Linked DNA regions of Hordeum vulgare: region 2 is linked to region 1. A link is a contact called in public Hi-C data. All regions are on one chromosome and are shown on one strand. The core of a region is the stretch at or near the end of the contact, and the rest is flanking DNA. Distances in the headings are between cores, read along the strand shown.

Region 1 (6,098 bases), core at 1,405-3,904:
TCAAACTTCCGGTTTGTGATTATTTAATTTGTGTAATGGGAAATTGGTTAACATCCTTACTAACGTATGGATTGATATTCTACACATACCTGTTAGCTTCATAGTGTAAAATCTTCCACCGCGTCTTATTTTTTCTTATATGATCTGCCAGGCTTCTCGTATGCAGAACAGTGGCAGAAGGGATCGATCACATGGCAAGAAGCGGACAATGGACTACCCTGGAGGGATATCTCAGGCAAATTATAGCGATGTATGGCAGCTCTGTGGATATGCATCCCAGATTACTATTGTACTGTCGCAGGGGACGGCTGATACGTCTCTTGCAAAGTGGATCGAGGTCGTTGGCCATTCGTTTCCACCAGGGATACATTGCACCGCTTCGCCACGTGGCCTCACAGTTCGCTGACACTGATGAGATGAGGTCACAGTTGGATGTTATCTGGGGAAGTATTACCAGGGACCCAAGGTGTGTGTAACTCTAAGCCAATCTCATGTCCTACTTCAGTGTTACTACATCATACGTATATGTTATCTGTTTAGTCCAATAAATAATATCATTCATACCAAGAATCAGACATTTGGTGTTAGTTAGTTTTTGTTACCAGACTTACTAGTTAATAACATTTCGTTATATCAAATAAAATGGATTCTGATGGAACAGTCTCTCCATTTGAAATTAATTAAAGTGCTGCCTAATCAATCTTGTCTAAGTTTATAGCTTAGAACAATATATATATATATATATATATATATATATATATAGGAAAAGCATCTTTTATGATGAAACAAAGTAGATTTTATTCTTTTTCCCAATAGATTCTAAGAGAATTTTAGCAACAATTTAATTTAAATTTGTTGGCTTCAGTATCTACTTTTGCGGGGGACTACATTATCAGCGTGTTTTTTCATGCCTTTTATATTAATCTAACATAAAAGAATCTGATTCACTTTAATTATGTTTCCTAATTGGTATTTTTGTTTTCTGATGTAGCTATACTGAATTGTTAACGAGCCACCCTCGTAATGTTGTGGAACTCATTATGGATTATATGAGATCGCACTTTCCAGAGGTTGTAGGGTAAGCACGCAGCAACTTGAGACTAATTCTGCATTTATTACACAAGGCGTTTTATCTCATTAATTATGTATTTACATTTGTAGACACATTAATCCTAGTGGTACCACAAACCGGTTGTGGGCTTTTGGTGTGCACCTTGGCCGAGTCTCGAAGAAGGTAAAACTGAGATGTATCTTATGCCAGCACGAGATGACCACTGACAGAGTAGGACAGGATATGGGAAAACACTTACGAGAGAGCTGTCCCAAGATGACGCCGCACTGGCGTGCAAAGGTGGAAGCCCTTTCTCATGAGTCTGCCTCTAAGAAGAGACCAAGAGCTGCGGCTACCAAGCAAGCTGGGAACAGTCAGGTTAAATTGCCTTCCTGGAAGATGGTGATAAGTGCAGAGGTAGTATCTATCAGTCCTTAATTGTTTTTGTTTCTGTTTTTGCAAGGACATCCTTCATTTGTTACATATGTTGACACTGAACAGGCAAAAGAAGCAATTGGCACGCTGGCACTTCTGCGTTTGAACGAGGGGGCAACATACCATGCCACGAACTTGGGTCGCGAACTCCAGGCTATTGCACAACTGGGAAATGAGCCATTCTTTCTAGCCGGAAGGGTATGTCCTCTTATATTATTCTAATGTACCAAACATATAAAAATGTGATAACATCTACTCTACAACGTTAAACTAGTTTTATTAGATAATATATGAAATATATGATAATTTTGAACAGGAGAAAAATATTAGTATGGTTCACAATATGGTTAGTACTAATGGACAGTAATACTATTTTGAAATAGAGATAGTAGTGCTGTACTGGCAAGTAGGAGTAGTAACCAAATATGGCCCCTACTTACATCATTTTGGTATCTTGTAGCTGAAGGCAGCTGTGAGTGCGCTTCATGACTTGATGGCTACTGTCATGATGGAGGGCGAAGAAGCGACTCCTGCTTTGAAAGAACTGACAGTTCGCCTTTACAAGCTTCAGTTCCTCATCCCCATTTTGCATTGTGCTAGTGCAAGGATATGCACCAACGCAGATGGCTCAGAATCAAGCCGTGACGGTGTCTTATTCCCAGCAGCAGTCTGTGGCCGTGCGTTCAACTCAGCAGCAGCAGGCTGTGGTGGTCGCGCCTTCAGCTGTGCCGCAAGAGCAGGTGGTGGGCGGGCCTTCAGCTGTGCCGCAAGAGCAGGTGGTGGGCGCGCCTTCAGCTGGGGATGAAGAGCAGGTGGTGGCCGCGCAGCAACAGCCGGTGATGGTCGCGCCTTCAGCTGGGGATGAAGAGCAGGTGGTGGCCGCGCAGCAACAGCCGGTGATGGTCGCGCCTTCAGCTGGGGATGAAGAGCAGGTGGTGGCCGCGCAGCAACAGCCGGTGATGGTCGCGCCTTCAGCTGGGGATGAAGAGGTGGCCATGCCTTTAGTGGAAGAGCAGGTGGTCGTGAAAGATCAAGTCTACGATGTAAATGACCAGAACGTTGAAGAGCACCATGGTCAGGGAGATGGCCCGTTCAATATCCTGATGGGCCATGCTGAGCTTGACCAACTGTTGCAATTAGCCAATCAGTTTCTTGGAGCCGGGCAAGGCGATCCTCCCCCTCCAGTCTAGTGATGTTTAGTCTTTGATGATGAGATAATGACCCGTGACCTTTACATAAGTGATATTATCTCTTTTAAAGAATGAATTCTGCACTTTTGGCATACACATGATCCTCCCTCTCCAGTCTGTCAGTTTCCCGTTCTAATACCTGTTTCAGTGAGCAATTTGGGAACATATTTGTTCATTGGATATAGTTTTTCAATGACGGGGAGTGGGTCTAGCTCGACTCGTTGGGGAAGTGGATGTGCAAACCCAACACGTGGGTTTAAATTCTCACGTAGACAAATTTAGATTCCTATTTATTCTTAAGGACCACGCTGAAGATGAGGGAGGAGGAGGAGATTTCTATGGGACCTTCGTCCCCACCTCGGCCTTAGAGCTCGGCGTGGTAAACACACCGGAGTGCAGCTTGACCCGACGGCCCGGGAGGACGTCCACGCACTCGTTCATCGTTGTACGGGGTATAAACTTTTTTCAAACAAAAGCCACATGCCCCCAACAACTCTTTGAACAATTTTGATCATTTGGCCCTTCGCGCTATGGGGTCTGGATATGGTCGGCTCACTTAAAGGGGGACCAAGAAAAAGAATTACCTCCTCGTTAAGGTTGACATATTTACCAAATGGATCGAAGCAAAGCCGATCACCTCGGCGAAGGCTAAACCAGTAATCGAATCTATTTTCAGTGTCGTACATCGTTATGGTGTTCCACACAGCATAATAACAGACAATGGGGCCAATTTCATCACCCAGGAGGTAAAAGTTAGTATGCAAACTTGGTCATAAAGCTCAATTATGCTTCCGTATACCACCTGCAGACCAACGGACAAGTCGAAAGAGCCAATGGGCTCATTATGAGCGGTATTAAATCCAAGTTGGTCCGATCCCTTCAAGACTCCGATTGCCAATCGGTGGAGGAGCTCGACTCGGTGCCATGGGGCTTGCGCACCACCCCGAATCGATCCACAGGGTACACCCCCTTCTTTATGGTGTACGTGGATGAAACAGTCCTCCCCTATGATATTATACATGACGTACCTCGGGTGTGTATGTACGCGGAAAAAGAAGCCGAGCTAGATCGGCAAGACGACCTAGATGCATTGGAAGGTGAGCGTGACATAGCTCTGGCCCGATGAGCTTTCTATCAACAACAAGCTCGACGCTGTCATAGCAATGAAGTCCGGGCAAAGGCTATATAACGTCGGAGAACTTGTCCTACGCCTCCCCGAGAAGCAGAAGCATAAACTTCACTCTAAGTGGAAGGTCCCTTTTATAATCGATGAAATCCTAATAGGAAGAGCTTATCGCCTGCGTAAATCCGAAGACAATCGCCTCGAGCCGAACCCGCGGAACGCAGCTCACGTTTGGCGTTTTTACAGCTAGACCACTATCATGCTCCCTTTTTCGTCACTTTCCTTTTCCCGTATCACCCACATTTTTTATTTTTTCCTATAGAGATAATTAGCTGTTCTCGCGGCATGTTCAGCTTAACCAAACACCCTCGGACATTTACTAAATCATATATGTTAAATGGAATGACCAAGTAGCACCTGGGGGCTCCTAAACAAGTTGTTCAAAAATATTTGTCATGCCCACTTATTCATGTATGCATCTTGAAATAAAAACATCGATTCCTGCCATTGTATGCATCAATTGGACTTAAGATTTTAGCAATGCTGGGTTGACTATCTCTTGTGCTTACTCTCTATGTTCCCGATGTATTCGGCTAGAGGGTGAAGGGAGCACCGTTGCGATTGTTACAACCGGTTCACGTGGACACGTACCTCAAACGGGTAAAGCCAAAAGCTAGCGCTTCTTGAGATACAACTTGATCGGCTAGGACAACGCCCACCTATTCGGCAAAATTTGCATCATTAAACCGCTGGCCGTGTTGAGCGGATAAACAACCTTACCGAGTACAACCTATGTAGCAGCCCCGAAAAAGGGAACCCATTAAGGAACATGTTTTTCCTAAAGATGTTTCTTACGCCTAGTCATAATATAACATAATCCACCTGTATAACTTTTGTCTGTTAGTACCACATGTCCTGATTGCCTAGTTATCGGAAATTTGATTTCTACCTTTGCAGAATACAAAGTACGAAACACTGCCCAGTTTATAACAGGGCAGGTAGAAGGAGGTGACGGGTTAAAGAATTTTTTTTCAAAATATGGAGGGAAGTACTTTAACACACAAATACCATTACAGGCGATTACACACTTGGTGATTGATCTAGTTGATCTATTATAGCATCTAACGCGCACTCCTCCTGTGACAAGCGCGCGGCGGGCATTACCTGATCGTACACGAAATGTGGAGGAATCTTCTTCCCATGTGGCCCCACTGATCCAACTCGAACCATGTGATCACGATCTAGGCGGGTAAAGAGGGTCTTCACCATATCCCATGCCTCCCGAGATCCTTCTCGGTAGGCCGAGGTCTTCCACAATTCAAAGCGACTGCGGGCTACTGTAAATTGCTCGGCAAGATCGGCCATCCCTTGCGGAGGGTTTTGGTTCGGCCATAAAGCTCTGACCATACTACACATAGCCTTCCGCGCATGCTCATCCATAATAGACAGTTCCTTCAATAGCCTCCCAAAGGTAGTGGCCTTCTCCTCAGGATGCCCAGTCAAAAGACCTAATCCAAAGGAGGAACAAATTTTCATGATCAACACAAAAAAATTTGAATCAGTTCCAGGTCAGAACTTTACTTACATAACATACCGCCTTTCTATTTCTGGTTCTCTTATCGAGTCTATGCCAATTGAGTTTTAAAACTCTCAACTTCCTCAGCTTGTTTTTTGTTCTCTTCCTTGAGATTGTTATTTTCTTAATGGCATCGCCTTGGTACGCACTGACCGACTTCAAGCTGTGATTCAGCATATCTCTGAGCTTCTCGAGAGGCATCTAGATCTTTTTTGCATTTGGCCTATTGATTCACGTGCTATAGCATTTTTTTTGCTATTAATATATATTTTGAGAAAATTCAGCATACTGCAAATCAAGTCCCTTACCATGGGCTTCTCTAGTAAATTTCTTCACATATTCCAGCTCGGCCCTACTGGCCTTTAAATCGGCCTGGCTCTGATGGAGATCTTTGGATAAACTCTCATTTTCCTGCTTCAAAGCCTGCAGATTGAAAAGGTACTTGTTTCGACCCTTAATTCAGCCATTTCGACCAAATTAAGGCTCGGGGGCTACCGGGTCTGAACTTTTGTTCGGATATTATAAAGTCGATGACTTACGTGCAGATGGGCAGACACTTGCCCGACCACTTCTTTAAGGCCGGCTCGTGCGACTCTGAGGTACGCATCGGCCAAATTAAGAACATTAAACTCTTCTTTGGAAAATACGGGATGACGTAGAGCCTCCTTCTGCTACCGATGATTCGTGGCACTCTCGTATTCATAGTCTATTACCGACAATCCG
Region 2 (6,985 bases), core at 280-2,779, 350 kb before region 1:
CTAACATTATTAACCTTACATATTTTGGTACTCACACTATGAATATGTGTAACATCACGTTCGAGATTCATTAAGAATAAACCATTGACCAGCGGGGCATGACCATAAAACATATCTTTTATATAAATAGAACAACCATTATTCTCAGATTTAAATGAGTAGCCATCTCACATCAAACGAGATCCGTATACAATGTTCATGCTCAAAGCTGCTACTAAATAATAATTATTAAGGTTTAATACTAACCCCGAAGGTAGATGTAGAGGTAGCGCGCCGACGACGATTACATCGACCTTGGAACCATTCCCGACGCGCATCGTCACCTCGTCCTTCGCCAGTCTCCGCTTATTCCGCAACTCCTGTTTTAAGTTACAAATATGAGCAACTGCACCGGTATCAAATACCCCAGGAGCTACTACTAGCGCTGGTAGGGTATACATTAATAACATGTATATCATATATACCTTTGACGTTGCCGGCCTTCTTATCCGCTAAGTAATTGGGGCAGTTTCGCTTTCAGTGATTGCCTTGCAATAGTAGCACTCAGTCTCAGGCTTGGGTCCATTCTTGGGCTTCTTCCCGACAACTGCTTTACCGGGTGCGGCAACTGCTTTACCGTCCTTCTTGAAGTTCTTCTTACCCTTGCCTTTCTTGAAACTGGTGGTCTTATTCACCATCAACACTTGATGTTCCTTTTTGGTTTCCACCTCTGCTGATTTCAGCATCGAATATAACTCAGGAATGAACTTCTCCATCCCTTGCATATTGTAGTTCATCACAAAGCTCTTGTAGTTAGGTGGAAACGACTCAAGGATTCTGTCAATAACCGAGTCATTCGGAAGATTAACTCCCAGCTGAGACAAGCGATGTGATCTAGTTTCAAAATCTCGTCGCAACAGATTTAATGGTGAATTTTTTTTAATTAAATTTTTATTTAAAAGGTAAAGCATTTAAAAAACTGAAAAGACGAAAGATTCATAGTAAGATCATCATTTTCGTCACTTCTGCATGCATACGGTGACATGGTCCAATCTGTGATCATGGAGCGTGTAATCGTATATTACTCACACCACACGTGTGGTGGTTATCAACGTCCTTTCATTTTGACATAGCCTTTTCTTGAAATAATGTATTATCTTTATAGCATGGGATTTCCAACATTTTCTTCAAACAATATGTATTGCATGTCATATGCGTAATCTCACCACCTCTAACAAAGAGGTCAACCCAAAAACCTGCCCACCCATAATTCTCTCAACCAAACACATAAATGGCTATCACCGACCATTTTTCATCTTTGCAACCAAACTATATAACGTGGCAATTCCTAACCGGTTGGAGGGGGCCGTATCCTACCAATTGGCAATTCGTATCGTAGTGTTGCTGGATCTAGGACGGCTGCCGTTGCTGAAGAAGCGAGAGCCGAGAGGCCGTCGGTGGAGCGGGAAGCCAGCGGCGGGGTTGCTGCATCCAGCATGGCCCAAGAAGCATGAGACCACGGCATCGGGTGCAGAAGCCGACCGGCGAAGCGCGAGGCTACCGGCGTACAAAAGCATCCCCATCGTTAGAGAGCAGCTCTCTCGAACCCTGCTGGCACTTTCTTTGGATGGAGAGAGATCGGCCGATTCAGGCTCGCTTTTTTTTTTAGACAAGATTCGGGCTTGCGTGTGCTGCCCTGTTTCGGCCTTCCTGGTGGTGGGCTTATTGGCTTGCTCGTGTTAGGCCTTTTCTGCCCAGCTTCTCGAGATGAAGCATGGAAATCACTAGTTAATTTCAAGGGTTACCTTCTTCTCAAAAATAAAAATAGCAAAGTCACTTCCACTTTCTTAGACGCTGACAAGTGGCACATAAGTGCGTCGGTTCGTAACCTAAGAGTTCTTCTATATTTTGAAAATTTATTTAGTTAAAATGTTTTATCTTTTGGACCGCACGTCCAAATTTCAAGCTGTTTTCATCGAGGAATTTCTCGCATCAAGATGTTCGAAATTAAATTCCAAATTTATACGTCTCAATGAGCTTTTGTTCAGAAAAAACAAAAAAAAAGAAACCAAAAAACTCGAGAAAAAGAATAAAACCCCAAAATCAGCAAACAAAAAAATAAAAGAAAAAACCAAAGGCGAAAGCATTATTTCAGTTTTTCTTCTTCTATTTTTACCTTTTCGAGAAGCACAGTTATGCTTCTCGCGAAAGTAAATATGCGCCTCCTCGACAAACAATTATGTGCTTCTCGTGGAAGCATAGATCTTCCCCCATTTTTTGAGAAGTGCAACTGTGATTCTAACGGAAGAAAATATGTGCTTTCCAGGAGCACTAAATTTATGCTTGTTGTGAAGTTCTTTTCCCGAGAAACAAGCAAATTTGTGCTTCTCATGGAAACATAATCTTTTCCCTTTTTAATGAGCACAGTTGTGCGGCTCATGTAAGAAAATGTATGACTGCATAAAAAGCAAATATGTGTTTCTTATGAAATTATATTTTTTCTTTTTCTAGAAGCACAGTTCTGCATCTTGCATAATCAAATTTTATGTCTTTACAAGAAGAAAATATATGCTTCTCATGGAAGCATAATTTTTTTTATACGCAAATATATATCTATAATTTTTTCCTCCAAAACCAAGAGATAACTGGGCAAATATTGAACCCCCCTCCCAAAAACCATCTAAAACCAGAAAAAACACATACAAAAGAATCAAAACAAAAAATAAAAATAAAAATGAAACATCTAAAACCAGAAAAACATGTGCGATGATTAGACACACCACTTGGCGTGCTATCATGTCACCAAAATTGACCTCTGGAGGCCCCACAAAGTGTAACCTTCAGTTAATCGCTCTCGTGAAGCTTATACTATGATATGGAACAACCCTTGAAAATTCTATGACATGGAACATGAAAAACACCATCGCCCAATCAACAAACAATTGAATAAGCAACCATCATGCCCGTGCATGCCTACCTAACCCTAGCCGCCGCCCCAAAAAAGCTAAGGCTCAACCACCTCCCGCGGGCATCGTTGCTGGTCAGCCCCGTCTCCGGTGTCCTTATGGCCATGGAGGCGGAGTGGATCTCGGTCCTTGTCGGTGGCATGACTTTGTTTTTAGATCTTTCATCGAGTTTTGTTAGGGTTTGTATTTTACTCATGAAGGCGAGATAGCGACGGCTCCTTGAAGATGAAATAAAGGTTTCCCCATCCAGCCCTCGTCCACATGATGCGTCTAGCATCGTGTATGGGTGTGTGGAGGTGTCTCCGATGCATCTATCTTTGATGGATTTGCTCGGATCTCTTCGTCATTCATCTTTGTTCGTGTGGTTTTTGGTTGGATAATTCCGATTGACACTTTTTATCTGCGGCGGTTGTTGTTCTGGTGTGTTGGTTCTATTGGACCTTAGCATGCCGACTTCCCGACTGTCTATTGTAATAACGTTTGCCCGACTCCAACAAGGGAGGGGCGATGACAGCGACGCGCCTCCGCCCACTTCAATGATTATAGTCCTTGCTAGGTGGTCTTCAGATCAGAATGTAATTTTTATTATTGTTAGTTTTCGTTGTACTATCATGATTGAAGATGAATAGACTCGAAGTTTTTTTCATAGAAAAAGAAATATGAAAATACTATTTGCCTCTCGTTGCGGCAAACTGTTGGGACTATGTACAGAAGATCGAGCGAGCATCCTGAGGTGGGCCGGTCTCTTAAGCGTTTAAGGGATCCTGAGGTGGACCGCTTTTATTAGTGTTTTTTTTTTCTTCTCTCTTTTTTTCCTTTTTTTTCACTTCTTCTAACCTTTCTTTTGGCAAGTTTATATTTTCTCAAAACATCTATGTATTTTAAAAAAACCATAAATCTCAAAAAAGTTTGCATTTTTCATAAATTGTTGAAAACTTAAAAAATAATTCATGTGGTCAATTTTATTCTAAAATTCATGTTCACCTTTTAAAAAATGATTGGAAGTTTGAAAAATCTTTGCGTTTTTAAAAAGAAATCAAAATTTCAAAAATGTTATAGTTTTTATTTTTTGTCACAATAATTCATAAAATGTTCAAGATTTTCAAACACCATTGGTAAATTTGAAAACTAATGTTTGCCTTTTCTAAATTATGTTTACAGTTTCAAAAATTGTTTCACATGTAAAATAATGTTCGTCTTTTCAAATTTTTCTATTTGTGACTTCATAAAATGTTCACAAAACGCAAAAAGTGTTTACAAATAGTTTTTAGGTTCAAAATTTTATTCACAAAACGCAAAAAGTGTTCGTATTTTCATATTTTATTCATGATTTCCAAATTATCCTTGGTTTGAAAAAAATTGTTCGGAAAAATTTAAAAATGTTCGAGATTTTAAAATTAGTTTCTTCAACATTTGTTGTACCGCTTACCTCGTAAGTGGTATTACCGCTCTGGGCTGTCGCTATTACCGCCCCAGGATGATAGTAGCTCTACCTAGTGCCACATTGAGTACCGCTGTCTTTGGAGTCTCAACTTTTTTGCATCGGACTAAACAGTTTTTGGCCGATAGTAACGCAAGGTAGTACCACTCCTAATCGGTAGTACCGCTTCTTACTACCGCGACACTACATCTCCTCTTTGTGGTCTAGAAACTCTCGGTGAACTGTGGGCAACAGTAGGGCGAGGTACTACCGCCTATAAGCGGTAGTCCCGCTTAGGCGAACTACCTCCGTAGGTACCACTACCTTGCGTTCGTAGGGCTACTGCATTGCAACCCCAGCGGTAGTACCGCTCCGGCAACACTGCCGTCTTGAGGCTTCTTGCCCTTTTCAAGTGTGGCTGTCTCAGCCGCCCAACCGGTAGTACCACTCCCATGAGCGGTAGTACCGCTTGTGTGCGGGTTGAGAGGGGGTAACAGCTAGATTCTTTACTCCACTAGGATCTTCTTCCCCAAGAAGACCACCTCTTCCAACCATAAGCTTCATTGTTGCTCCAAGCTTCATTCTCGCTCGACCTCTCTCCCTAGCCAACAGAACTTGTTGATCTTCTAGGGTTTGGTTGAGAGGGCCCCCATCTACACTTCCACCAAGATAAATTTGATTCCCCCCACTAATCCCTTGTGGATCTTGTTACTTTTGGGTGTTTGAGCACCCTAGACTGTTGAGGCCACATTGGAGCCATAATACATTGTGGTGAAGCTTGGGGTGTCGCTGGGAGCCTCCAATTAAGTTATGGAGATTGCCCCAACCTTGTTTGTAAAGGCTCGGTCCCCACCTTCAAAGGGCACCACTAGTGGAATCATGGCATCTCGCATTGTGTGAAGGCATGAGGAGAATATGATGGCCCTAGTGTCTTCATGGGGAGCATTGTGCCTCCAGACCGCCCCAACGGGAGACGTACTTCCCTTCAAAGGGAAGGAACTTCGGTAAAACATCCTCGTCTCCATCGGTTCCACTTGTGGTCATCTCTTACCTTTACTTTGTGCAAGCCTTACTTGTATTGCATCTTTTACTTGCTTGTATCATTGTTGTTGTTAGCATCATATATGTTGTTCACCTAGTTGCATATCTAGACAACCCATTTGTTGCTAAACCTAATTTGATAAGAAGAGCTAAAAATTGATAGTTGCCTATTCACCCCCTCTAGCCAACCATATCAATCCTTTAAATTGGCACAATTGCTCCATAGGGTGATTTTGATAATTGACCACAACATATGCATCATTGGACTAATGTGTTTTCCAAGTATATTTCAGAAAAGTTCAAAAGATGCCATGGCTTAAGGTTTATGTGGAGATATCCCTGGATGCAAGAAATGAATAATATTGACTCAAGCTTCAAGCTAGAAGACTCTTCATTTTATATTTGTGAGAAATCACTTTTGAGTCCATAGAAAAGCCAATACTATTAAAAGGGGGTGAGGTAGTAAAATGAACTGATTGCTCAAATGCTCAAAGTTAGCCAGCAAACCACTCAGCCATTTTTCCCACATATCCACTCCGTCAAGTTCCTCATTCACAAATTCAAATATTTTTCTTGGATATTCCGTATCAAGTGAGTGTCTACCAGCAAAAAATAGTCCTCGGGCTGGTGAACACAAAGACCTGTTTTTTGGAAATTATTTTCTGAAAAACCGGTCGTCACACATTGTCAATATATCAGTCAAGCGAGTGCGCAAAAAGACAAGTTTAACTATTTTAGCAAAGCATTCAAAATCTTCATCATCCCTGCTTTTGGACAGCCTTTGAGGGAATGGCATGGGTTTTTGAACCCATGGTTCCCTTTCCTTCCATGTTTTCTAGCAATGAAGTTTCTCTTATCATAACGTTTATTTTTAGGAGATGGGTTATCAAGACCCTTAACGGGTTCTATCTCGACATCATTATTAGGTTCCTTATTACTACCTGGTGGATCTTCTACATGAACATCATTATTATCATTATCATTATCAGTAAGTTCATGTTTACTACCAGATTGTGTCTCAATATCAGAAATAGAAACATCACTATGATTCTGAGGAGGTTTCTCAATAACAGGTTTACTAGGAGCAAGCAAAGTTCTATCATTTTTCTTTTTCTTTTTCTTATTAGTGGGACTAGGTATATCATAATTAATTCTCTGAGAATCTTGTTCTATTCTTTTAGGGTGACCTTTAGGGTACAGAGGTTCCCGAGTCATTCTACCTCCTCTAGTCATTACTCTAACGACATGATGATTAATATTATTATTCATTTCAGCAAGCAAATCATTTTGTGACTTAGCTACTTGATCTAGTTGGGTGTGAATCATAGAGGCATGTTTACCTAGACCTTTCACATAATTAGCAATTCTAAACATCAAGTCACTTAAGCGGTCTATCATCATGGCATTGTTTTTCAATTGATTCTTTACATAGTTATTGAAGTGTTCTTATTTAACAATGTAATTATCAAATTCATCCATGCATTGACCAGGAGCCTTAGCATAAGGTATATCATTTTTAGTAAAGGCACAAAGAGAGTTTACCTCTACTACCTGTGTCGGAGTAACAAGTCCATGTGTT

Evidence for each region. Hi-C and Micro-C count contacts between places; a contact is called where the count stands out from the background.
Region 2: a Hi-C map of seedling shows a contact between it and region 1, with 3 times the contacts expected there. The contact joins two enhancer-like sites. A contact is called at or near these places in 3 of 6 Hi-C or Micro-C datasets (leaf, seedling and an unstated tissue).

The regions. Positions count from the first base shown.
Region 1 is chr5H:338,100,852-338,106,949 of MorexV3_pseudomolecules_assembly, reverse strand. No RefSeq gene overlaps it. Among protein-coding and RNA genes, the nearest start is that of LOC123399258, 310 kb to the right of the region's middle. Within about 2 kb of position 2,654, at least 1 of the 3 cell types and tissues checked has open chromatin away from gene starts, as enhancers often do. A contact at or near this core is called in leaf, where this site is marked.
Region 2 is chr5H:338,449,180-338,456,164 of MorexV3_pseudomolecules_assembly, reverse strand. No RefSeq gene overlaps it. Among protein-coding and RNA genes, the nearest start is that of LOC123452934, 21 kb to the left of the region's middle. Within about 2 kb of position 1,529, at least 2 of the 3 cell types and tissues checked have open chromatin away from gene starts, as enhancers often do. A contact at or near this core is called in leaf, where this site is marked.